Regions from separate parts of the Mus musculus genome. Here region 1 is linked to region 2. A link is a contact called in public promoter capture Hi-C data. All regions are on one chromosome and are shown on one strand. The core of a region is the stretch at or near the end of the contact, and the rest is flanking DNA. Distances in the headings are between cores, read along the strand shown. Region 1 overlaps Tgfbrap1 (transforming growth factor, beta receptor associated protein 1). Region 2 overlaps Mrps9 (mitochondrial ribosomal protein S9).

What was found. Capture Hi-C pulls out chosen DNA fragments and counts their contacts.
Region 1: a promoter capture Hi-C map of pancreatic islet shows a contact between it and region 2. The contact joins two enhancer-like sites. A contact is called at or near these places in 2 of 115 datasets of contacts at active chromatin or transcription factors (embryonic stem cells and large pre-B cells) and 5 of 9 other capture datasets (adipose tissue, embryonic stem cells, embryonic trunk and 2 more).

Annotation. Positions count from the first base shown.
Region 1 is chr1:43,055,347-43,062,726 of GRCm38.p6, reverse strand. Tgfbrap1 (transforming growth factor, beta receptor associated protein 1) reads left to right here. Exons shown (of 12, transcript NM_001357299.1): 5 at 128-210; 6 at 2,506-2,847; 7 at 3,572-3,629; 8 at 5,972-6,115. It overlaps Gm28782 (a long non-coding RNA gene), which reads right to left. Exons shown (of 2, transcript XR_865397.2): 1 at 6,297-7,380; 2 at 5,593-5,842. Among named protein-coding and RNA genes, the nearest start is that of Gm28782, 4.4 kb to the right of the region's middle. Within about 2 kb of position 4,681, at least 4 of the 459 cell types and tissues checked have an H3K27ac peak or open chromatin away from gene starts, as enhancers often do. A contact at or near this core is called in pancreatic islet, where this site is marked.
Region 2 is chr1:42,884,080-42,891,286 of GRCm38.p6, reverse strand. Mrps9 (mitochondrial ribosomal protein S9) reads right to left here. Exons shown (of 11, transcript NM_023514.4): 5 at 3,501-3,580. Among named protein-coding and RNA genes, the nearest start is that of Gm23126, 21 kb to the right of the region's middle. Within about 2 kb of position 1,681, at least 36 of the 459 cell types and tissues checked have an H3K27ac peak or open chromatin away from gene starts, as enhancers often do. A contact at or near this core is called in pancreatic islet, where this site is marked.

The DNA of each region.
Region 1 (7,380 bases), core at 3,432-5,931, 170 kb before region 2:
TTTTTAAACTAGTAGCTTCTTATCTCTGTGGATGCCATCAGTCAGGATGCGGATGACAGTGCAGCCTACCCCTCTGGTGATGGTTTAAGGTGTCTCCCGGAGATGATTGATTCTTATTCCCTTGCAGGTAATGTACAGGAGGATTCTGCAGCAGGCAGGCTTTATACAGTTTGCACAACTCCAGTTCCTGGAAGCCAAAGAGCTCTTCAGGTAATTTGAAGTGTTGGTAGCAGGACTGTCACTCAGTGGGAACCTCCTGGGAACCTTTGTCCTCTGTGCAGTTTCAAGGGAGAATTATGGGAAGGCTAGATGGATATTTGAGTAGGAATGATAGGGCTGTTTGTAATAGTTCACACATTTCTAGGTAGTTCCTGGTCTCCACCATCAGCCTTAGTATGCCCACTGTCCCAACTCCTGAGTTGAAAGTCTGACAAAGGTCCTTGAAGGTAGTAGGGCTGCTAAGCCAGGACAGTAGTGTTCCTGAGTGGGGTTGTTATGTGTGGATTCTGAGGAATATTTATTCTTGCTATCTACTTTCCAGAGATTTCACTGGAAGCTGAGTTTAGAGAAAGCAAGGGCTTTTGGGAAGACCTATAAAAACTTTGAATCATATATAGACTTTCTAGATGGTATATGCCCGGTTGGCATACTCAGGAAGTGAATCTGTCTTTAGGAAGACAGCCTCCTGCCATTCTGACTGATTCTCCTGTGGGCCCTCCCAGGCATCCCTTTTCTCTGTTGTCTTCTCTCCTTTTCAGTTGCCCATTTGCATTCTCATAGTCTGTCCTGCTCTTCGTTTTCCTTATCCATCTATGTAGGAACCACACCCTCATCATTACACTTGCCCTTGTATCTGTACTTTACTGGTGAGTGGGTTCCTGGGACCATGGCTACTCAGCATCCTCTGGGGAAATGGGGTTGCACCTGCTAGGCTGTGGTCTAGAGATTTCTAGCAAACAACATACATAGAGAGCTCTGTACAGAGCCTGTACAACCCAGGGAACTTAGCAGGATGCTCTCTGCTAGGCTCTTCTGCCCTTCCTTGAGGATGGTTGCTTATGTCTCAAGGATGTGCTGAAACACACAGCAGAGTTGATGTCTTCCTCTGTCACAAAAATGGGGTGTATGGAACAGGTCTCTGAGGGAGGAAGCCATTTCTTGAGCTTCCTCCCAGTAGTACTTTTAACTATGCCAGTCCAGGTGCTGCCACTGTCTGGTCCTCTAAAGACTGGCGGTCTTCAATTTAAGTAGAGTCCTTGCTCAGTCACACCTCAGCAAATCTTGTTTTGTCCTGACAGTGTCATTGCCCTTGAGTTTCACATCATAGGTGCTGCCAGTACATACTGTGGTCAGTCTAAGATGAATACCCATGAATATGTGCCTGGAAAGTCCCCCACTGTGGTGAGAGAGCTGAAGCTGGGCCAGTCTGTCTTTAGGACGAGGTTCTTAGGCCTCCATATTAGTCTCTCAACAGCACAGCAGTACGCTGGTGACTGCTCACTCGCCTTGTCACAGAGTCACTGAGAGCCGATGTCTGGGTAAGGAGCTTCTCAGACAGCAGTGATTGCCTTTGACCTTCTTGTTCCTGTGCTGGGCCCTGACTTCAGACTCCACCCCGTAACTGTGCCAGAGGCTGTACTCCTAGCTCATCATGCTTGGCATCTGTGAGAAAGCCCACGTATTGTTGTTCATGTATGGAACCCAAGCTGCGTGTCTTCTGGAGGTTCTCAGTCTGTCTTCATACCATTTAGCCAACTTGGTCAAAGTATTAGAATGAAGGTCACAAGGGCATCAGAGGGGCAGTGCTTCTGAAGAGCCCTTCAAGCTTGGAAGGGACCCCTCCCGTCCAGTGCGGGGACTATTCTGGCCAGTAAGCACTGCATGGCGAGGACTCTTCCTTCAACAGGTTCACCCTGGAGTGAGCAGTGAGCAGAACTTTCCTGTCTCAGGAGCCCTCCTGTAGCCCTCAGTGTCTTAACCCCGACACTCTTGGCTCTTAGGCCTGATGGTTCTTTATTGTGAGTGTGTTGGGGCAGGGCTGTCTGGCATATTGTAGTGCGTTCATCCCTAGATTGTGCCTACTAGATGTTAGTAATAGCACGGCCCAAGGTAGGAGAAAGTCTCTTATTCAAGTACCACTGAATATTTGGGATTCAGCATCAGGAAGATGCTGTTTGTCCTGCCTCAGATTGATGCCACTTTGTTCTTGGCATAGTTCGGTCTTGCCTGAGGAATCCCAGGGCTGCCTGGGTTTCCCTCACAGTGCAGGTGTCTTGATGTTGCACTCACCAGTCATCTGTACATGTTCCTCACCCTTGTCTCCTCTGCTCCTTTTGGAACCATGTTTGGTAGTGTTTCATTGGTAGTAGCAGATTAGGATGCTCGCTTGGCCACATTCACACCCATTAACATGTGCCTCCAGGCACTGCCCTCCAGTGTTGTTAGTGTGCCTATGTGTACTCTCTCTCTCTCTTTGCTTCATTTAGTTTGACACTGTAATTGCAGAAGCAGCCAGCTGGATGTCCGGGAGCTGATCTCTCTCTACCCCTTTCTGCTGCCCACCTCCTCCTCCTTCACCCGCTCTCACCCTCCTCTTCATGAGTACGCAGACCTGAACCAGCTGACCCAAGGTGACCAGGAGAAGATGGCCAAGTGCAAGCGCTTCCTCATGAGCTACCTGAATGAAATCCGCAGCACAGAGGTAGCTAATGGCTACAAGGAAGACATCGACACGGCCTTGCTCAAGCTGTATGCAGAGGCTGACCACGACAGCCTCCTGGACCTCTTGGTCACTGAGAATTTCTGCTTGCTGACAGACAGTGCTGCCTGGCTGGAGAAGCACAAAAAGTGAGTGTTCTCAGCCCCATGTGGTTAGGCTTTCACTCCAGCCCTCTTGCACCCCATGAGGCCCCTTGAGGAGATGCTGTGAGACTCACTCAGCCAGCATTGGGTTTGGATGAGAAATCAAGATCACCAAGAAGTCCTTGTGGCAATGGGCAGCAAACAGTCCTCAGATGACGATGTCCTCCTGATCTAAAGGGCCTCAGAGAGAGTCACTCTCGTCCTCCTCCTTCATGTTGGAAAGTGCAACATGAATTACTGTGAGCTTGGTTAGTAGTGTTGTCAGACCAGGACAAGCTTGGAAGATGAGACTTGGTAGTAATAATGCAGTTGAGTCACTCATAGCCAAGGTGAACGGCATCTGAGTAAAGAGCTGAGCCTTCTTGACCTTGTTGATCAAGCTCCCTTAGGTCACAGTGTTTTGGTGGATTTCAGGTTTCAGATTTCAGATTAGGGCTGCTCAGCCTGTTTGGTTTCAAATCCAGTGCACACCGACACCTGGTGGTGGTGACTCAGGATGCTCTATCTATAAGAAGTTGTGAAATGTGCCCAGAGATTTAAAAGGGAAGGTTTCAACTGACACTTCAATATATTGAGCTGTGTCTCTCTAAGGAGGCCTGACCTCTCCAAGAGCCACCTCCTGAGGAAGACATGGGCAGAGCGTGAGCGGTGTGTGTCCCAGGCCATACAGCACATCCTTGGTCATCATTTCCACCCTTTTCTCTTCCAGGTACTTTGCACTGGGGCTGCTCTATCATTACAACAAACAAGATGCCTCTGCGGTTCAGGTGAGTTGACTAGTGGCTTGGTACATAAAAGCACCAACTGTTCAGCTTGATCCCCGCCTCTGAACCTCATAACCCGTTGTGTCAGCAGAACCAACTTTTGAAAATTAGTCTCGGACTCCATATATACCGAGGCATTTACACTACCATGTTTACACATATTTTGGGTCAGTAACCTATAATTTTGTGTTTCTTTTTAAAAACCCATTAATCCATAGAAAGCACTTTTACCTGATCTGGTCTTTTCTGCAGAGAACGAATATAATAGTGTTTTCAAAAGTGAACTCTCTGGGAAGTGTTGACTTTAAGTCCCAATATTTGTTCTTACAAAAAGGCCAAGAAGTGATTTCTTTAATTCTCTTTAAAGAGCATTATCAAGATTGAGTTTGTGAAAATTGAAATGAAAACAAGGTTGATTTTCTTTTAAAGAATCGAAAGGGGGCCTGGAGCTAAGAGCGGTTGCTGCTCTACTCTAGTCCACTCCTGCATCCGTCCTGGGAGGCTCACACCCTCATAACTCCAGATTGATTCTAGGGATTGGCCCCTCTTCTAGCCTTCATGGGCACTATACACATATGGCATACGCATACATGGGCACATACATACACATAAGCATATATATATATATTTAGAAAATTAGCTGACACTTAGTAACTATACACCTTTCTTGGCAAGGGATTCAGTCACAGTCATTGGGATCCTAACAACTTCTTAGATGTTCACTGTCTCTCTGTGCTGGGGAACTTAGAGCTCATCTGTTTAGTGCCTTTATTCACCCCAGTGAGCCACAGAACACTAGGGATCATTTCTCTAACTGTATTTTAGTAACCTGTGTCTAGCATCCCTCTGCCCCCAAATTCCACCACCCTTCTTAAGTGCTAATATCCACTGCTTTTCTCTGATTTTACAAAATTTGCTTGAATTAGCTTGGATGTGATATTTTTGCTGAGCCAGCAGGCATATGACATTACCTTAGAAACTCAGGGTGGCAGGTGGCAGGTAGCAATTGTGTTATAGTTTCTGCTGTTAGTAACAGCAACTGTTGCTAGTGAGCTGGGTAGTTGCTTCCCTTATGGCACCAGGACAGAGCCAGTGCTGAGCAAGCTCATGCTCCTGCCCTAGGGAGGAGTGAGGTGAAGGCCGGCAGGGATGCTGAGTCTGAACTGAGTGGCATCGATTTGTTAGCCTTGTCTCTTGGCCTGCACCTTACAGCTTTCCATTGATCTTTGCAGTATCTTCTCACACCCTGGGGGATGCTCTCCTCTCTGCCCTGTTACCTCTCAGACTGCATTGGGTGCTAGCTTCCTGTGAGCCTCTTGTGTAACATCAGCTCCCTCCCTGTCTTTGTCCATGCCTTGTTGAGTTTAGTCTGCAGCCTCTTTGCTAAAGCACCACAAGAGCATAATTTCAGAGTGAAGAAAACACTCTGTGATGAGTTTCCATCAACACATGCCTCAAGGCCAAGAGCAGGCTTGGATATGGTAGACAGAATGTTGATTTCTTTAAGACATAGTAGTGGCATCTTTAGAATTACTGCATGCACGTTGTAATGCTATTAGCACAGCTGTGGAGAAAGATTTGCATACTTGAATCATATGGAGCACATCTTCAGGAGAGGTGAAAATTCCATTTAAAAAAAAATCAACACTTTTCAGTGGACCTTTGATTCAATTATTTAACCGGTGAATTCAGTTCTGAAGAAAACAAGAATGCACTGAGCATTCTAATCAGCTTTAGTTGGGGGATCACCACCATATTGCAGGTTATTTTAGATTTTGAATTATTTACATTTACAAAAGGAAGTGTCTTGGACATAAGACCCAAGTGTAAACTAAATTTCACTTGTGTCTTACACAAATAGCATGAAAATAATTTGTATAAGCCTGTGCTCAAAATCAAGTTTGATGGTATGGAATTTTCCACATCTAGCATCATCTCAAATTTTGAAAAATTAGATTTTGGCACATTTGGGTTTTCTGATTTATTTCTTAAAAATATTATAACAGAGTTTAGAATTTATAGCTCTCTTTACTATATCAGTCTTTATTCAAAATGCTCAGGGTCTGAGTTGTCTTAGGTTTTTGAGCTTTTCAGATTTTGAAGTAGTGCATGGGAAGCTAGAGGTACCCCAGTCAGCTACCCAGCGATCCAGGCCGCACTGTCAGCATGCTTGTGAATGCTCAGCTTATAGATTTTCATGTGAGGGATGTTTCATCCTGTGTGATTTGAAAATAATGAGAGACCAAGTAAGAAAACAAACATTTTCTCAGCGAATTCTACATAATACATAATGTTCTAGCTCTACATTTTTTTTTTTGTTGTTGTTGTTTTTTATTTCTTCTCAGTTGTGGGTGAACATTGTGAATGGGGACATCCAGGACTCTACACGCTCGGACCTGTATGAATACATCGTTGATTTCCTTACCTACTGCCTAGACCAAGAGCTGGTGTGGACCCATGCTGACTGGCTGCTGCAGAAAAGTGAGGAGGTTTGTGTTCATAAATGCATTCTCTTAGGAATGGCTGCTAGAAAGACACCAACGCCCCCCTCAACTTTAGGTGGAGGGGCAAAAAGCCACATTCGTCCTCCTCCTGTTTACGCTGTCCCCTTTTGAATGCCGTCCTTTGAGCATAAGCACGTGGCACAGTCTGCTTCTGCAGAGGCCTCACCTTCTCACGCCGCTGGTGTTCAGGAAGTGCTCTTACAGTTCTCTCTGCACTTGTCAGGGAACAAGTCTGCATTTTGTTCTCTGGGATGCATGCAGGTTCTTACTCTACACAGGCTGGTCTTCTGCAAGAAGTGGCTCAGATCTGGGCCACATCAGGAAGACCATTGTCCTCTTCTGTTTCTAAGAGGCTGTGGACTTGGAGGTGTCAAGTGTCGTGTACATGGCCTGGCTCATCTTGGAGGCTGAGACAAGACAATAGTGAAAAAGCAGCTGTTGGCTCTTGGCTCTACAGTAGCAGTTCTCAGCTTTCCTAATGCTGTGACCCTTTAATACAGTTCTCCATGTCATGGTGACCCCCAACTATAAAATTACTTCATGGCTACTTCACAACTGTAATTTTGCTACTGTTATGAATAATAATGTAGATTCTGATATTCAGGATGTCTGATATGCAGCTCCCCCAAAGGGATCACGACTCAAAGGCAGCATGCTCAGGACAGAGGGACAGAGACCTTAAAAGGCTCACGAGTTACTGAGACTAAGGCAGCAAGCATAGAAGATCCATTTTCTTGGCTTCCCTTGCAGAGACAAGATCAGACCCTAAGTCAGGGCAGGACAGAGCAGATTCCCGCTGTCTACTCCACTTCCTAGCTAGGTCAGAGCCCCTATTCCTTCCATATTGAAACATTTTAAGATTACATTTATGCATTCGTTTGTGTGTATTTGTGCACATACATGTATATACATGTGCCATGCTGTATGGTGGTCAGAGGACAGCTGAAGTCTCACTTTCTACTGTGTGTATCTCAGGAATTGAACTCAGATAGTCAAGCTTGGCAGGAAGGACCTTTACCTGCTAAGCCTGCTCACTGGCCTCTCCATTCATCCTTTATGTCTGTGTTTGCCTGTAGAATGCACCTGCACATGGTCCTGTGGTGATCCTTTCCCATTGCAGAGCAATCACAGCCAAACACACAGAGATTATTCTGTGTGTCACATGTTGGCCCTCCACTTGACCTCTGTCATCTCTTGAAGAGTGTGGTTCACAGATGGGGCTAACAGACTCTTTCAAGGTCTTGTAGTCA
Region 2 (7,207 bases), core at 432-2,931:
CTTGTTACCATAGGTAATTTTTTTAACACTGCAAGTTACGAAAGGAAAAAAAAAAAGAAACTAATACAATTTTCAACTCACTTGTAGTAAGTGAATAGTCAGTCTACCCCACCTCCCACCTGGCTGCTCTGGGAAAGCCGGGCTAAGGTCAAGGCTATACCAGCCTTTACTCCTGGCCCAGCCCTCTGTCCATCTCACCGAGTCATAAATAAAGGTCTCTCTAGATCAGCCACTGCTTGCATATCTGCTCTATAGCAATTTCACGTCACGGTGCTAGGGATGGGGTCCAGAGGCTCATCTGTCAGAGCCACAGCCTATTTTCTTTTCCAAACACACATCTATCACTCTTGGAATCCTTCTCTGTCCTCTGCTCAGCATTTCCAGGAAATTTCTGTCCCTGCTCTTTCCCATCTTCTGTTCTTGAAACCTAGGCTGCAGCTTCTCACGCCTGAGAAGTACGCGCGTCTTCCTGCTTAAGTGGCTCCTGAGGGAATGCAACCATAAAGTTTCAATAAAGAAGGCAGCTCAGGTGGAGGCAGCTCTTCAGAGCCATTCCAAAAAACCCAGGAAGTCTCTTATTTCTTAAAACCACTTTTAATTGTTTAAGAAGTTGTGTCAAGATTGTTTTACAGGTTTTCATTATAAATGTACATCTTGCTAACAGGATTTTTACTGAGGAGTCATTATGTCCACAGCAACGTTGGGTATGCAACAGACCTGCAAAGGAGCCCTTAGCGTGTGACATGAGAGCACCCCATAGATCCAAGGGTGCCTTCATTCCATACTTGCCCCCCAGTATGCTTCATTTCCTCATAGGGACAAATGCGATACATGTTTCTCTCATGGTCATTCTTCCTCACAAATCTCATTATGTCCCCAAAATCGATGAGCTAGCTGTACAGGAACAGGAAACAGTATTCACTAAAGCATTCTATACCACCCCACCCCCCTTTTTTAAACTTTGAGATAGGGTCTTGCTAACTTTCTTTGCTGGCCTGGAATTCCCTGTGCAGAACAGGCTGGCCTTGAATTTGCAGCCATCCTCTTGGGCCTGCCCTGCAAATGCTGAGCTTACACGGGTCATGCTTAGCTATATACTGGTTTTGCCTTTTATTTTTAAAGGCAGGGTCTTTGATGCAGTCCTGGCTAATCCAGAACTCACTCTGAGGACCAGGCTGGCTTCAGTCTCAAAGATCTGCCTGCCTCTGCCTTCCGAGAGCTGGTATTAAAGACGTGCATCACCATGCCTAGTCTAGTTTATATGCTGTTCTTAACTGCAGTATGCATCAGAGCTATCTTAGACTAGTTGTAATGAGGTACATATACTTGCTATGCAAAAAGCCAACCATATGAAAGAGACTCAGCACGATTGTAAACAATAAGAAAGGTTCATAGAGCTGAGAAAGGTCTCCTCACACAGCTGCACACAGGCTTGAGATCAGTTCCCTTATCAACAAGCCTGGCCACGGACTGTCCTGCCTCACACAATTACAGCTGCTCAGACGTGGGAAAGGCTGTTTGGCCGAGTGTCTTTCCCCTGTCACCCTGAGAGAAAATTGTACCTGCAAAAGCAAATGGTAGCGACAAAGCTTCATTCCTAAGGCTTTCAGCCTGTCATTCTCTGGGGGCTGCTTCCTGCGCTGCCTGGGGCAGAGGGAAGGCAACCCCACCGCAGGATGTTAGGGCGGAACAAAGGAGAGAAAGCCTACCAGCTGGCCTGCTTCTGTTGGACTTTAAGTGCAGTGCTCACTTCAGCATGAAAGTGCCTCTGCAGGCTGAGCAGTGAACACTTAGAGGATTTCAAAGTACAATCACCTCAGAAGCCAGTGATGTGTGTGCTCTATGAGATGATATGGCTGTGAGTGTGGCTCTAATTAATGGCATTTGCCATAAGTGATGCTGATGTGACTGGCAAACAGAGTTTCCTGAGTTAACGAAATTTAAAAGCCTAAAGAAATCTCCTATGTGCAACAAAACTCAGCCCAACCCAGGGGAAGAGCATTTATTAGTCAAATATAATTTGACATTTCAGTCAGAGTACGGTAAAATTCTATCCCATCAGTTTCTGGAGCAATACCTTTTAAAGCACACAAGCAAACTAAAAATAAAGCCAGGCCTCTTACACAATGTGTAATTTCTTCATTATGATGGAATGCAACAAAAGATCTTGCCCTTGGGTTGCTCCATTTCAGCCAAAACAAATGCAAATGGCTTGTCAGATGACAGCTGTTTGATAAGGCTCCTCTGTAAGACCTGCACACTTTACTTTTTCCCGTGAAACTTGGGATGAAGGCAGAAGGCAGGAAGAGAATTAATGTAGCATACAGTCTAAAGGCAATGCTACAACCGTGATTAAGTAGAAAAGTTAAAAGGCACAGATTTTCCACAGCTTCGCTGCGTGCAACCCATCCGTGTAACAAGTTGACAGGCCTAGCGCGTCAGCTCCATCATCCCCTCCGACAGCTAAAACGCGGCACTGCATCCCTTTTCAGGGGAAATTTGCGTCTGCACCATGAAGCGTTGTACATTATTTCTTAGCACTGCAGGGGGCTCAAGTCCATATGGAACCTTCACAAATATTACCACAGATCAAACCAGCGGCGTTTGGAGGCAGATTTGACATACCTATTTAAATGAGCAGCAGGGGTCCTCGGGCAGCCGCGGGCTGTGCGCGGGAGGCTCCGTGGAAGCCGGAGCACAGCCCCATTACTCAGCAAAGACACACTCAACATTTGTCATTCATTTCATTTCTGCCAGGGCACGAAGCTCATTTGCCCAAGGTCAACAAAAAGCGAAAAGAAGGTTTTCTTTTTTTCCCTAAGAAATAAATGTACCTGACAAGTGGGGACTTCGTCCGTTGGGTTTGTGAAGCACAAATAAACAGCAGATCGGCCTAGAGGCAGAGGAGTGAGTGCAGAGGCCCCAGCCTCTGACTGTGAATGGGGAAAGCCCCATAAATATCTCCATAGCTTTAAAAGTCACAGTATGGATAAAACAGAACTTGACACCATGTTTCTAAAAATATAATGTGTTCTGTCTTTAAAAATGATGACCAGCATCCACCTTTTTTTTTTCTAAAAGCAGTTTTGGGGACCACCCTCAAATTCCCATACTATGACACAGTTCTCGCGGAAGGCAACAAAACAAAATCCCCCAGTATACTGAAAAGCAAAAGCACAGTAGGACCTCACCGCTAAGCCTGTTGTGAGCTGGATTCTCTCTCACACACTGCACTGACCAATGGAGGGTCCAACCTGTAATACGAGTAGCAGAAGCAAAGCAGACATAGGCCCTCACAATCCTGACAGCACGCTGGTCCCTCACCTGGACAGGACTTGAACGCGGCGCAGGAGCACTTTCGGGATAGACACTGATGCAGCGGCTGAGGCAGCACAGGAGGTTCTCATCAGAAACCTCGGCAAGTCCTTGACACTGAGAGAGTTCTGACACTGAGAGAAGTCTCCACAAGAGTTTTATAGCTTATAAATAAATATACTTACGTGCATTAATGAATAGTACGATTGTTTGCCAGTATAGAAGAGAAAATGAAATGGACGGCCATCTTCTCCCCACTGGGTTGCTAATGAAAATAAAAACAAAAACATGTACAGAGATAAACCAAACTTTGAGTCTAATGATAGTATGGGCTACATCTGTGATTCAGATTAGCTTATCAAAAGTATCTAAAATAACAAAATTATCCATATTTAAAATGCATGTATTTAGCATATTTAATATGTAAATGCTTAGGATAGTTATTGTTTCATATTATTTAGCAGAAAACAATGTCTGTACTTAATAAAATATTCCATCCTGAAGAGCTATTTCATTTGTTTTAAATAAAATCTATAAGATAACACAAATCACTTTGTTAGAATAAAAGTATTTAGGTTCCACATTTTTCAAATGAAAAATGACAGTCAATAAGTCAGTGAGCATATTCCGAGATTTGAGGCAGCCCAGCACAACACACCTGCACTGGACAGCCTGCCTGTTATATCATTTATTCCAACCCCATTGTAAGCTCCCACAGAGAGTTGAAAACAGCCACAACATAAGGGGGAAACTTTGTGTCAAGAGAAAACAGAGAAAATCATATCCCCTGGCTTACTACATAGTATAAGCACCCCCCCCCCCATATGCTATGATCAGTATAACAGTGGGACCTGGTACTTCCTGGCAGTATTCACCACTGAGCCCACTCTTCAGAAATGTTTAACCTGGCTAAACATGTATGGCTTCTCATGACCTGTTCTTACAGCAGACACACTGACAGCTGCCGTGTGCTGTGGATCTTTGGAGGCCACAAGCTCCTGTACAAACAGGCTTCCTTTACCGTTTCCAAACAACATCCATCTCCGCCAGAACACACTTATTTTCCTATTTTTTTTTTCTGGAATTCTGATCACTGTCATATTTGGGTATTCAATGTATCTAGAATTTGTACTTGGGAAGCAGAAAGCCTTTGTTTTTAAATAGTAAACATTTTTTTTCTGTTCAAATACTTGTATATGCAGGACTTTTTTCTTCTCTGAGGATAATTATTATTGGATTATGAATATACTTAAAATGGAGGAACAACACTGAATGAATGTTGAAAAGGTTTGGACTGAAAAGAACAGCCATGCGAGGTAAGGTGGCTGAACACTTTCCAGGGCATTTCCACATGCTCCATGCTGTCTTCCGCATTACCCAGTACTTGAACCTGCACTCTATACAAAGGATTCTCATTGCATAGTTCAAGTCAGTCAGAAAGTAAGCAAAACCAACAAAGCCAGACAAGCATCCTGGTGATGCTAAGACCACTGTTAAGTTTGGGTAGAACCTTGAATCACAGCTCTGTGTGCATTTGTGCTCACAAATGTAGACTTCATAAACTCTATGCACACACATGCATTCTTGCTAATCATAGACGATTAACTCAATCTACAGTATAATAGTTTGCGATGCACTATTGCTACTTTGACAGACTACAAAGCTTACTGTATCACAGCATGCATCAGAACGTAATGGTTTTCAGGTACACTCTGTTCTTAACGCTGCTAACACGTGAGAAGCTTCAAACTCCTAACGTCTGGCTAAGCTGCACTGTCGTGGGCTGCTCGCGTATTACTTGTCTTTCTGTCTCTGCTCCGATAGTTACAGGAAGCCAGCCTCACTCTTCCTTACAAAACCCCTCACTACTCTTAACACCTTCAAGCATAATGCGATCTCCCCCAAACACCTACTAACCATAGCCAGTTAGTAATTTTGAAGACAGAGCCAGATCCAATGGGACAGGCAATTCAAAAACTAGTCTAGGAAACCAGCAAGAATGTAGCTGGGCTTCAGTGACATTATTTATCTAAGCATGAGGAGTGCCTTGGCTCACTGGCCAACACAGGGAGGGAAAAGGTAAAGAGAAACATTGGGCTATTATCTTTCTTTTCTTCCTTCCTTCCTTCATCATCATCATCTTTTCTTTTTTTCACTTGTCAGGTGTTCCCTTAAGATTTTTAGCTTAATTTTCCATGAAAATCTTGTCCATGTTCCTGTAGTTCTAAGCAGAGTATGTCTGCTGTTGATACAGGCCTCTCCCATTTAGTTCCCTGTCATAGAGTTCAAAACAGGTAAGTTAAATTACACAAGTAACATACTACTCTATTAAAGATTAAAAGTAAGGATTCCTTGGCCAGAGGCAAGGTGAAAGAAAGTCAACACTTGTAAACTCATTTTGTGCATTCACATAATGGGACAACATTTGCCTAATTATTTGATGCTGTGGTTTGTATTTGCTTTACAAAAATTGATACACAATTACTTATTTGAGGGAGGGGCATAATGGTGTGTGAACCCATTCTCTGATACTCCCTGTGGGTCCTACAACTGAGCTCAGGGTATCAGGCTTGGTGGCCAGTGTCTTCCCCTGATGAGCCATCTTGCTGGCTCTACTTGTTTTGGGTTTCAGCAGTGTAGTTGTGCAGTGAGGCTCGCTGCTCACCACGTAATGATGGCTGGCCTCGCCCTTGCCACCCTACTGTATGCACAGTCAGTCACACAGTCCACCTCCTTTTTTATAAACAAATATGGCATTCTATTGTATTTACACTAAACTTTTTTAGTTGCTTTTCCAGACTAATGAGTTAACACAATACTTTTACTGCCTATATGATGGTATGATTCTAAGATTTTATTCAGGAACTTTATGATAAGTATTTAAATTTTTTCAAATAATTGCTTCATAATGTTTATACTTCCTACTCTCTGAAGTGAAAAAAGTCCTGGTTACTGTTTTTGTAGGGCATCATTTCTGACCTTAGGTATTTTACAGTGCTTACTGGCTACTTTTATTGCTTTCATTTACAAGCTGCACGCTACTCTTTGCTTATTTTCCCATCCAGTTTGTTTGTTTGGGAGGGGGGCTAATATACAAGAATAATTTATTTTAGAAATCAAGCCCATATCAAAGTTCATGCAGATTTTCTGGTGTCTTCTTGTCAATGAAAAGTTTTAACCTTGAAAATAATTTATGATCTTTATGTTTTCTGATTTTCTGTCATCTTGATAGCTAGGGTAAGCTGCTCTTACAGAGGACTTTGCTTCCGAGCACTGACACGACAGCTCTTCACTGTCTGTAACTCTCAGTTCCAGAGGGTCTAATGCCTTCTTCTGGCCTCCATGGGCACTGCATGAATGCAGTGACAGGAACACAAACACATTCATACTCAAAATAAAATATTACTAGCTGTATTAGCCATCTACTACTCTACAGAGTGAATTTTCTTTGACTTTTCCTTCCTTCCTTCCTTCCTTCCTCCCTCCCTCCCTCCCTCCCTCCCTCCCTCCCTCCCTCCCTCCCTCCCTCCCTCCCTTCCTTCCTTCCTTTAAAGCGGGAGAGGCTCAAGGTTGATACAGTGCCTCTTTTTAGAGCCTAGACTTACCTCAAACTCCTGGTAACTCTTTTGCCTCAACCTTCTGAGTTTTGGGATTATAGAGGTGAGCCTCCATGTTTGACTTCAGAACCTGACACATAATGTTGTTAATGTCTTAATCCAAATTTCATCATCTGAATTCATCTGTCAATATTCTTTAAAATGGTTAAAACCCACAAATTTCCCCATGTCTACACACACACACACACACACACAAAACATGTATTAACATAGTTGGACTTATTATTTTTAAGATGGTTTGTGTCTACTCAAAGAGAAAGACAGCAGTTCATGAG